2 separate regions of the Sus scrofa genome follow, and region 2 is linked to region 1. Evidence: chromatin contacts called from public Hi-C data. All regions are on one chromosome and are shown on one strand. Each heading gives the region's core, a stretch centred on a gene start, on an enhancer-like site or on the middle of the called end of the contact. The rest is flanking DNA. Distances are from core to core; before and after follow the strand shown. Region 1 has its middle 11 kb from the start of CFAP45. Region 2 overlaps KIRREL (kin of IRRE-like protein 1).

Region 1 (4,232 bases), core at 818-3,317:
GATGGAACCCACAACCTCATGGATCCTAGTCGGATTCGTTAACCACTGTGCTATGACAGGAACTCCAAGAGTTGGGTTTTACTTCAGCCTGTTTCCTTAGGCTGTAAGGCTAGAGAATGGCCCCGGCTTGGAGAAGACTAGTGAGTGAGGCAAGCTGACTCCAGGAGGTTACTACAGCAGTCTAGGCAGAAATGACAGCCTCCTGCGCAAGGAGGGCTAGTGGGGATGGAAAAAGGAGAATGGATTTCAAAATTGTTTAGTACCCTGACTGACTATGCAGAGTGAGGAAGCAGAAGAGGGATCCAGAAAGACAGGCTACTGGCTTCAGCCACTAAGACAACTGTGTCTGTAGCTGGGATGGGAAATCCAGGAGAAGGGGCTTGACCACTGGCAAAAAACATTATTCTTTCCCATTGTACAGATGAGGAAACTGAGGCTAAGAGAGCAAAAGTAACTTGCAGGACCCAACAGGTAGCTAAACTGGATTGATTTTTTTTTCTTTTCTTTATAGGGCTGCCTTCGGCATGTGGAAGTTCCCAGGCTAGGGATCGAATCTGAGCCGTAGCTGCTGGCCTACACCACAGCCCCAGCAGCGCCAGATCTGAGCCACATCTGTGACCTACACCACAGCTCACAGCAATGCCAGATACTCCACCCACTGAGCAAGGCCAGAGATCAAACCTGTGTCCTCATGGTACCAGTCAGGTTCATTACCACTGAGTCACAACAGGAACTACTAAACTCGGATTTATTTGTTTGTTTGTTTGTTTGTTTTTGTCTTTTTAGGGCCGCACCTAGGGCATATGGAGGTTCCAAGGCTAGGGGGTGAATCAGAGCTATAGCTGCTGCCCTACACCACAGCCACAGCAATGCCAGATCCTAGCCGCATCTGTGACCTACACCACAGCTCACAGCAACACTGGATCCTCAACCCACTGAGCAAGGCTAGGGATCAAACCTGAGTCGTTATGGATACCAGTCAGGTTCATAACTACTGAGCCACAACGGGAACTCCTAAATTGGGATTTAAACTCGTGGCAGAAGAAGTCCAAATTAATTGCTCGACCCATCATGGAGCTCCCCAGCCTAGTGGCTGACCTTGGGGAAGGGTTCAGCCTGCAGCCAGCATGCACTGTGGCTTTTCTGTGGGTGGAGACCAGGGCCACAGTGAGGAAGGGAGCGGTTAGGCTGAGGAAGAGGTACCGGAAGTTCAGCTCTGCAGCAGCCACCTCTCCAGGGCAAAGGGAGATCTGGCAGCTACAGAAAGGATCCTGCCCCTTGGGGTTTCTGTCCTCAAGGCTCCCTGACCTCCAGCAAAAAAAGCTGTCCCAACCACCGGGACAATAGCTAAGGGTTGTACTTTCACAAGTACAGCCATGCCTATTAATTCCAGGGAGCTGTGTTACCTCCCAGGAAGGCCTGAATACATTTACATCCTTGGGAGAGAAGGGAGAAACTAAAACCTAGAGACTCTAAGCGATGGGCCAGAATCATCAGATGCGTCTTCAGATGGCTCATGGTTCTCAGATGAGTCCTACCAGGCCCAGAAGGAGTTCAGCCCAAGTTCATGGTTTTGAATTGGTTCTGCATGTACTAGCATGCAGGTCACTGGATGTTGAAAATACCCACGTCATGCATCCCTGGAGATGTGCTGGCTGTAGACGCCAGGAGACACAGGATGGTTGGGATGCTCAGGCTCCATCCTGTATCTTCCCCCAATCCTGCCACCCTCTGAGCGATGTCCTCAGACTGCCAGCATTGGGATCTCCTGGGGGTGCTGGTTAGAAATGCAGATCCGCATTAGTCCTATGAGACCTATTAGGCCAAGAATCTGTGGTGGAGGGGGTGGGGGTCGTGCCTTGAATTTGCCTGTTAAATGGGCCTCCCCCATAATTCTTAGGCAGCACTGTCCTAGGAGATTCATCGAGAAGTTTCTCCAACAAGAAAACTGAGGTCTGGGCCAGCCCTGGCTGTGCCTTGAATGGGAGTTGTCCCCGCCCCACCCCCACCCAGTACTGTTTTGGTGACTGTGGCTGGGTTACCAGGGGAACCAGGCTGTGTAACTTCCTGGCTCTGGCGGTTTTCCCTTCCTTGGCCTTATCTCAGCATCCGCCACCCAGTCCAGGGCCCGTGCTGGTCACGTAGGAGGGAAAGCTGGTGCCAGGCCTGTGGAGGCGTGTCCAGGGCACCAGGGCAACGCTGGCCCTAGGGCCTGGAGTGGGCGGGATAGTGGAGATGAGATTCTGAAAAAGTAGGGGAGGCCGCAGATTTATTCATATCTTTCTCCTTGGCCTGAGGGTTATCTGCCCATTGGGAATGTGGCCCGGTAAGAAGGTTGAGGTAGTGGGGAGGTATGATCAGCCCACGTGGGGCTCCCTCTGTCACGGCTCTGGAAGTTCAGCTTCTTGAGCATGGCTCCCCCCAAGAAGGAGCACTTCCCCCATGGAGGGTGACATTGCCCTTCTAGCCTGCACCCTCTCCCTTTCCCTCCCTCCCAGCTCTGGACCCAGGGCCTCCAGCCAGCCACAGGCATTGCCTAGTACTCCCCTTTCCACTCTCACCCTAACCATCTTCCTCCCCCAGTTCCACTCCCCCCCTTACTCTTTCTTCTTGCCTCCCCAAATCTTCCTACTCCTCAAGCCCTCTCCCCCACCTCTGCCCCTTGCCTGGGTCTCTCAGGCTGTAGCAGGAAGGCCCACAGTGTAAAGAATGGGAAAGAGAGGGTTTTTGAAGAAAGCAGGAAGGCAGCAAATTCCTGGAGTAAAAGAATTCATGCATGTAAGTCGTTATTTATGTTTTAAGCCACGCTTTGTTTTAGAAAGACTTGAGGCAATTTTGAGAGTTCAAGTATTCCAGGAAGAAGGGGGTCGTGAAATAGTGTCTCGGGCATCTGTGCAACTTAAAGGATTTACAATCTGATTCCTGGTTGTGTTTACATGACCCTGAGGACAAAGACATTTGTCCCCACCCCCCTATATCCCCTTGCTCTGCGGAAAGAGAGAGGGAAGAAAACCACCAGGCACTGTGCAGAATGATTTTTTGTTGTTGTTTTTTTAGGGCCGCACCCTCGGCATATGGAGGTTCCCCAGCCAGGGGTGGAATTGGAGCTGTGGCTGCCCGCCTACACCACAGCCACAGCAACGCCAGATCCAAGCCACATCTGCAACCTACCCCACAGCTCACGGCAACACCGGATCCTTAACCCACTGAGCAAGGCCAGGGATCAAACCTGCATCCTCATGGATGCTAGTCAGATTCTTTTCTACTGAGCCACGACAGGAACTACTGCAAAATGATTTTTGAGCCCGGTCTGCTCTTTTCACAGCACCTCTCTCTTGGGCTATTATCCATCTCATAGATGAGACACGGGGCCCAGGTGGTTCGGCAGATTACTTGCGGTCTCTCAGCTCTAAGTGGCTGCGCCAGGGGCTCAAGCTGGTCTGGCTCCAAAATCAGTCACTGCTTTCCTTCTTCACTGTGCTGCCCCAGGAGAACAAGTCACCGGAGAGCTGTCCTGGAAGGAGGTGGGGCCTCAGTCCTGGAGAACTGCCAGGATGTGTGTATACAGCAAAGGAGCTCAGAGAAAAGAAGGGCAATAAATCACCACTGACCAACAACTCCATGCACCTAACACGAACTCTTCTACAGAAATGTGGAAGCTGTCGTGGTCCATGGTAGGGTTGGAAAAAATTTCCAGACTCAGAGCAAGGTGAAGAGAAAGACGAGTTTATTGAGATGAGAAATGCTGTTAGTACCTCGGGCCGACTTCCTGATGATCAGGGAGAGCCCAGTGCTCATGGGAATTGGTTGTTTATTTTTATAGCTAGAGGATAAGGGGAAGGATGGTGGGCCTCTGCTGATTGGCTGGGGTCTGAACCTTTCCTCACACTGAATAAGAGATTGGTGGGGTAAATCATTTCCTTATGGGAAGAAAGCCAGACTTGTCATGAGTGTTCGAGTTCTGTCTAGGAGCTGATATGCTGCAGCTTGAGTTCCATAGAAGCCCCATCTCTTTGGACCATTGTCCCTACGTGGCCCTGCTCCCCCGTTCCAGATGCAGCACCTCAGATCCTTGAGCTCAGAAGTGAAGGTTCCCAAATGCATTTCAGTGAGAGAGAGAAGCAGGGAATCAAAGTCTCCTTTCTTATGCTCTTAGACAGGAGACACGCTCTAGTGAGAGGCCAGACTTTTCATTTTAACCAAACAGCTCCTCTGGGTCCTATCTCCCAGGC
Region 2 (4,232 bases), core at 777-3,276, 1.7 Mb after region 1:
GGGCCTGAAGAAGAACTGAAGAGAGTTTAAAACCCTGTCCCAAGAAAGAACTGAACAGCACTAGAATGAAAGCCAGGATCCAGCATTTCTGACTGCAAATTTTTGAGGTTTTGGTGGGGCTGCTTCCTTGATGCCAGCCCACACTGGCCATTTTTAGGTTGCAGCTGAGGGCGGGACCACCAACACTAAGTGCCCTGGGCAAATCCCAGGATGCACAGCAGCCGAGAAGGAAGAATTACAGCAGAGGCCATGGGCCCTGGGCCCCTTCCTCCTCCAACCCAGTGAATCCAACTGCCCTGGATGGTGTCCCCTCGTGACCGATAAGGAACACATTCACATCTCAGTTATTGGTACACGGAGGAAGACTAGTGGTACGGATAATGCAAAAGTCATTTCTTCTTGGCTTTGCAAAGCATGATGATGAATTTTTAGCAGCACCTAATTATGTTCTACCGAAGATAATATTAAACAATCGTTTGCATTCTCTGGGCATGTATTAAGTGATAGTGAGGAACAGAAGTGGTTAGCTGGAAGAGGAACCAGACTCTGAATTAAAATTTCATTATGGGGACCTGCCAATGCCCGGAATATTCACTCAATAAGCATTTGTGTGTTTCTGTGTGTGGATATATTGTGTAGCAGGCACTCCGCTATGCGTGGGGAGAAGAGGAAAGAGAAGGAAGTTACCAATAAGAACAAGACACACTCCCTATCCTTCAGGAGTGTTACAGTCTGGTGACAGAGACAGGGATAAAAAACTTCCTATGATTAAGGCAGAATATAAGTGTCACAACGAAATTAAGCAATTTGCTTTGGAAGTCCCAAGGAAAGAATCGCTTATTCTTTCGGGGGAGTAGAGAAAACTACCTTAAGAGAGGCATTAGGAGTTCCCTTTGTGGCTCAACGGTTACTGAACTCCACTAGGATCCATGAGGACGTGGGTTTGATCCCTGGCCTCACGCAGTGGGTTAAGGATCCGGTGTTGCCATGAGCAGCTGTGACAGACATGGCTCAGATCCCATGTGGCTGTGCCTATGGCGTAGGGTGACAGCTGTGGCTCTGATTCGACCCCCTAGCCTGGGAACTTCCATATGCCCTTAAAAAAAAAAAAAAAAAAGGAAAGAGAGAAAGGGGCATTAAAAGTGCATCTCCAGGCAAATCCAGATTTCAGAAGGCACGGGATGGGAAGAAGGATCAGTGGTCCAAATGAGCGTGGGGGTGAGAAGATGTGTGGGCTGTTCAGGGAACAGTGTGTGGAACAGCATCAGCTCTCCCTCCCGCCCCCATCCAGTGCTGTGGGAGGAGACCTGACTGGCCTCTCCCTCTGAGCAAAAGGAAATTCTGTAAACCCCAGAGACCCCTTTGGATGTGCTCCCTGTTCCGCCATCATTTATTTCAACAAGATAATTCTTGCTCAGGTTCTCCTAAAGCAAGTTCCTTTCCAAAGGTCATTCCTCAGAGCTTCAAAAAAAAAAAAAAAAAAAAAATCACCCTGGGAAAAATTCCTGTCCCTGTCCACAGCAGTCTATTTTCAACCTCAAAGTTACTCAATTCAGAGCCAATTTCTCTGGGATTCCCAGATCTGGAACTTTCCTCGCAAGAGACTGTTATGTTTGGGGCCTTTCTTTTAGCCATCAGCCCCACTAAACCCTTCTAATTTGCTGCTGCTTTAAAACTGCAAAGGAAAAAAAGATGGAGAGGACGCAGCCCTCTCTGCCTCTTTCCCTCGCTCTGCGGTTACGCTCAGCAATGATCCTACAAGCCTGGAATTTGAGGAATTTCCTGCCCTGTGCTCCCTGGAAGAGCTGAGAGAGACCCAGCAATTAGGCCTGGAGTTTCCACTCCTGCCTCCCTCCACCCAGATGAAGTACCCTGAGTGAGCAGCTCACTCTAAGGGGCCACGTGGAGCTCAGCCTGGGATGTGTCTGTGGCCTTAACATTCCACACAAATGTCACCCCCACTGCCACCCACCCACTCCCTCAATCTTTCCCAACCATCCCAAGGGGCTCTGCCAAAACACTCCACATTCTTCCCTTTGCCCACCTTATATTGTAGGGCATGCACAGAGTTAATTCCTTCCTGAATCCATCTTGTTCTTCTGCAGTTGTCTCAGGATAACTCAGTACCTTTTGTTTTTCCCCCTCAGCTCTGTATCCCTTTCCCCTGCAGTCTGCCTCTTGGTTTCTTTCCCTTTGGTTATTTGATTTGTGCTCTTGTTCACTGTCCTTCTCCGGCTGAGGGTCTTAGATCTGCTGCTAGGCAGTATTTCCAGAAGGCAAGGATGGAGGGTCTGGGCCTCGACTTCTTTGTTCAAGTCAGAGACCTGGGGAAGGGAATGGGGAAATGGTCCCAACTCATTTGAATAAAGCTTATGTAACTTCTTTGCTGCAGCAGCCAGAGGAGCAGAAGCAAATTTCTCTTCCTAATTATGTTTTGTTCAAGCTAATATTAAAATTGGTTCATATTCCCTCGTCACACATCAGTCGATGGCTGGGTACCAGGTGCTGGGTCAAAAGCAGCCTGGGATCTTAAACACTTGCCACAAATAGTTCTCAAGCTGGCCCATCCACTGCCATCAGCCTGGCCTCCTGGGAAGGTAGGCATTTATATGGGCTTAATGAGTGATGGGTTCCTGTCCTCTCTTTGCACTTCCCTCTTGTCCAGGTGTCCAGCTTTGTGTTTTTTTCCTCATTCTAGTCTTCCCACTCGACACTCCTTCAGTAATGTCCCATGTTATCCTTTGCTTTCATTCTTTCTTAATTCAAAGGGCATTTCTGAATCTTTGCTGCCAAAAGTCCTACAGAAGTTATGGCCAGTTGGAACTTTTGTTCCCCCACCTCCCATCTCTGTCCACATAACACACACCCTCTCAGATCCCAGGTGGGCAGCCATCACTCTCCATCCTGGTTCCATGACAATGCCGCCATGTGGCTGCCCACCTGCCCACGGGTCTCTGCTAGGGTTTCACAGTACATCAGTTCCCCCAGGGCCTCCCCTCATGCCTCCACTCTGCTTACTCACTTCTTGTTCCCGCTCTCGGAAAGTATTAAGGCTGAGAAGAGTGGTGCAGCCCACTGGGGCCTAAGGTTTCAAGGCCTGCACTTTCTTTGCAATCATCCTGACTCTGACTCTCGACAATTCTGACCCAGCATAAAATTAAAATGGTAGTTTCCTGCTTCCCCTTCTTTCCCACCCCTCAACTCTTCCCAGCATATTCTATGAGCCTCCACAGGAGAAGATTCTCTGGTTAAAAAGGAAATCAAAGCTATTCCAATACTTCAATGGGAATGCTCGCTATCTCCAGATTTCCTTCAACCCTCAAGATATTTGCCTTTTGAGGTTGAGAGTTGCTAGCTGCCAATTCCCTCCTCTCCCTCCCTTCGCATTCCCTTCAAACAAAGCTTTTCTGTCAGGTTTTTGACCCTGATGAAGATTTTTAACTGGAATCTTTTTTTTTTTCTTTTCCCCCTTCCTCTCTAATTCTGAAGGATCTTTTGTCTTCTTCTGAGCAAAAGAACTGAGAGATTGAGAGAGCTGTTTTTTTTTTTCCTTACAAGTAATTGGTAAAGAGTTAAAAAAAAAAAAAAAAAAAAAACCTGAAGGAGAGAGAAAAGAAAATTATATAAAGCTATTTTCTTTCTTAAAAAAAATTATTTGAATAGAAAAAAGAGAAAGACCTTGAACATATGAAAAGAAAGACTCTGAAGAAGAGAGGACTTTGGAGAGGGAACTGAGAAAATGAGAGAGGGCTGGAGATAAAGACCTTGAGGAAATGAGGGAGAAACTAGAGGAAGAGGGACCTTGAGAAATGCATGAGCAGAAGGGGGAAAAGGAGGAATATGACCAGTGCTCAGAGATGCCAGTTCCCCAGGCTGTATATCCACTGGACAGTTTGTCCTACTTATAGGTAAGAGAAAGAACCAGAAGCCTACCCTGAGGCAGTAAAGACAGCTCGCCTCTCCTTGCACACCCAGGGCATGCATATAGGAGTGCCTAGCATTCAGTAAATGCTCAATAAATGTGGGGCTGAACAAAACAAGAGTGCCATGGGTGATGGTTGTTTTCTGGCTTCTGTCTTTTTCTTTCTCCTCCAGGACCCAATGAAAGGTTGGTTGAAAATGAAGAGACAAGAAAGAAACAAAGCCCTGGGGTAAACCTCACCTGATGGAGATCAGGCTGTGCCAGGCTCACAAATACAGACTGTGTTTTGCCAAACTCTCCTCATCGAACC

The links. Hi-C and Micro-C count contacts between places; a contact is called where the count stands out from the background.
Region 2: a Hi-C map of embryonic fibroblasts shows a contact between it and region 1, with 1.9 times the contacts expected there. The contact joins two enhancer-like sites. A contact is called at or near these places in 1 of 47 Hi-C or Micro-C datasets (embryonic fibroblasts) and 1 of 2 datasets of contacts at active chromatin or transcription factors (skeletal muscle).

What each region holds. Positions count from the first base shown.
Region 1 is chr4:90,581,059-90,585,290 of Sscrofa11.1, forward strand. No RefSeq gene overlaps it. Among named protein-coding and RNA genes, the nearest start is that of CFAP45, 11 kb to the right of the region's middle. Within about 2 kb of position 2,068, at least 63 of the 83 cell types and tissues checked have an H3K27ac peak or open chromatin away from gene starts, as enhancers often do. A contact at or near this core is called in embryonic fibroblasts and skeletal muscle, where this site is marked.
Region 2 is chr4:92,259,760-92,263,991 of Sscrofa11.1, forward strand. The region is part of intron 1 of KIRREL (kin of IRRE-like protein 1); the gene reads right to left. Among named protein-coding and RNA genes, the nearest start is that of KIRREL, 29 kb to the right of the region's middle. Within about 2 kb of position 2,027, at least 49 of the 83 cell types and tissues checked have an H3K27ac peak or open chromatin away from gene starts, as enhancers often do. A contact at or near this core is called in embryonic fibroblasts and skeletal muscle, where this site is marked.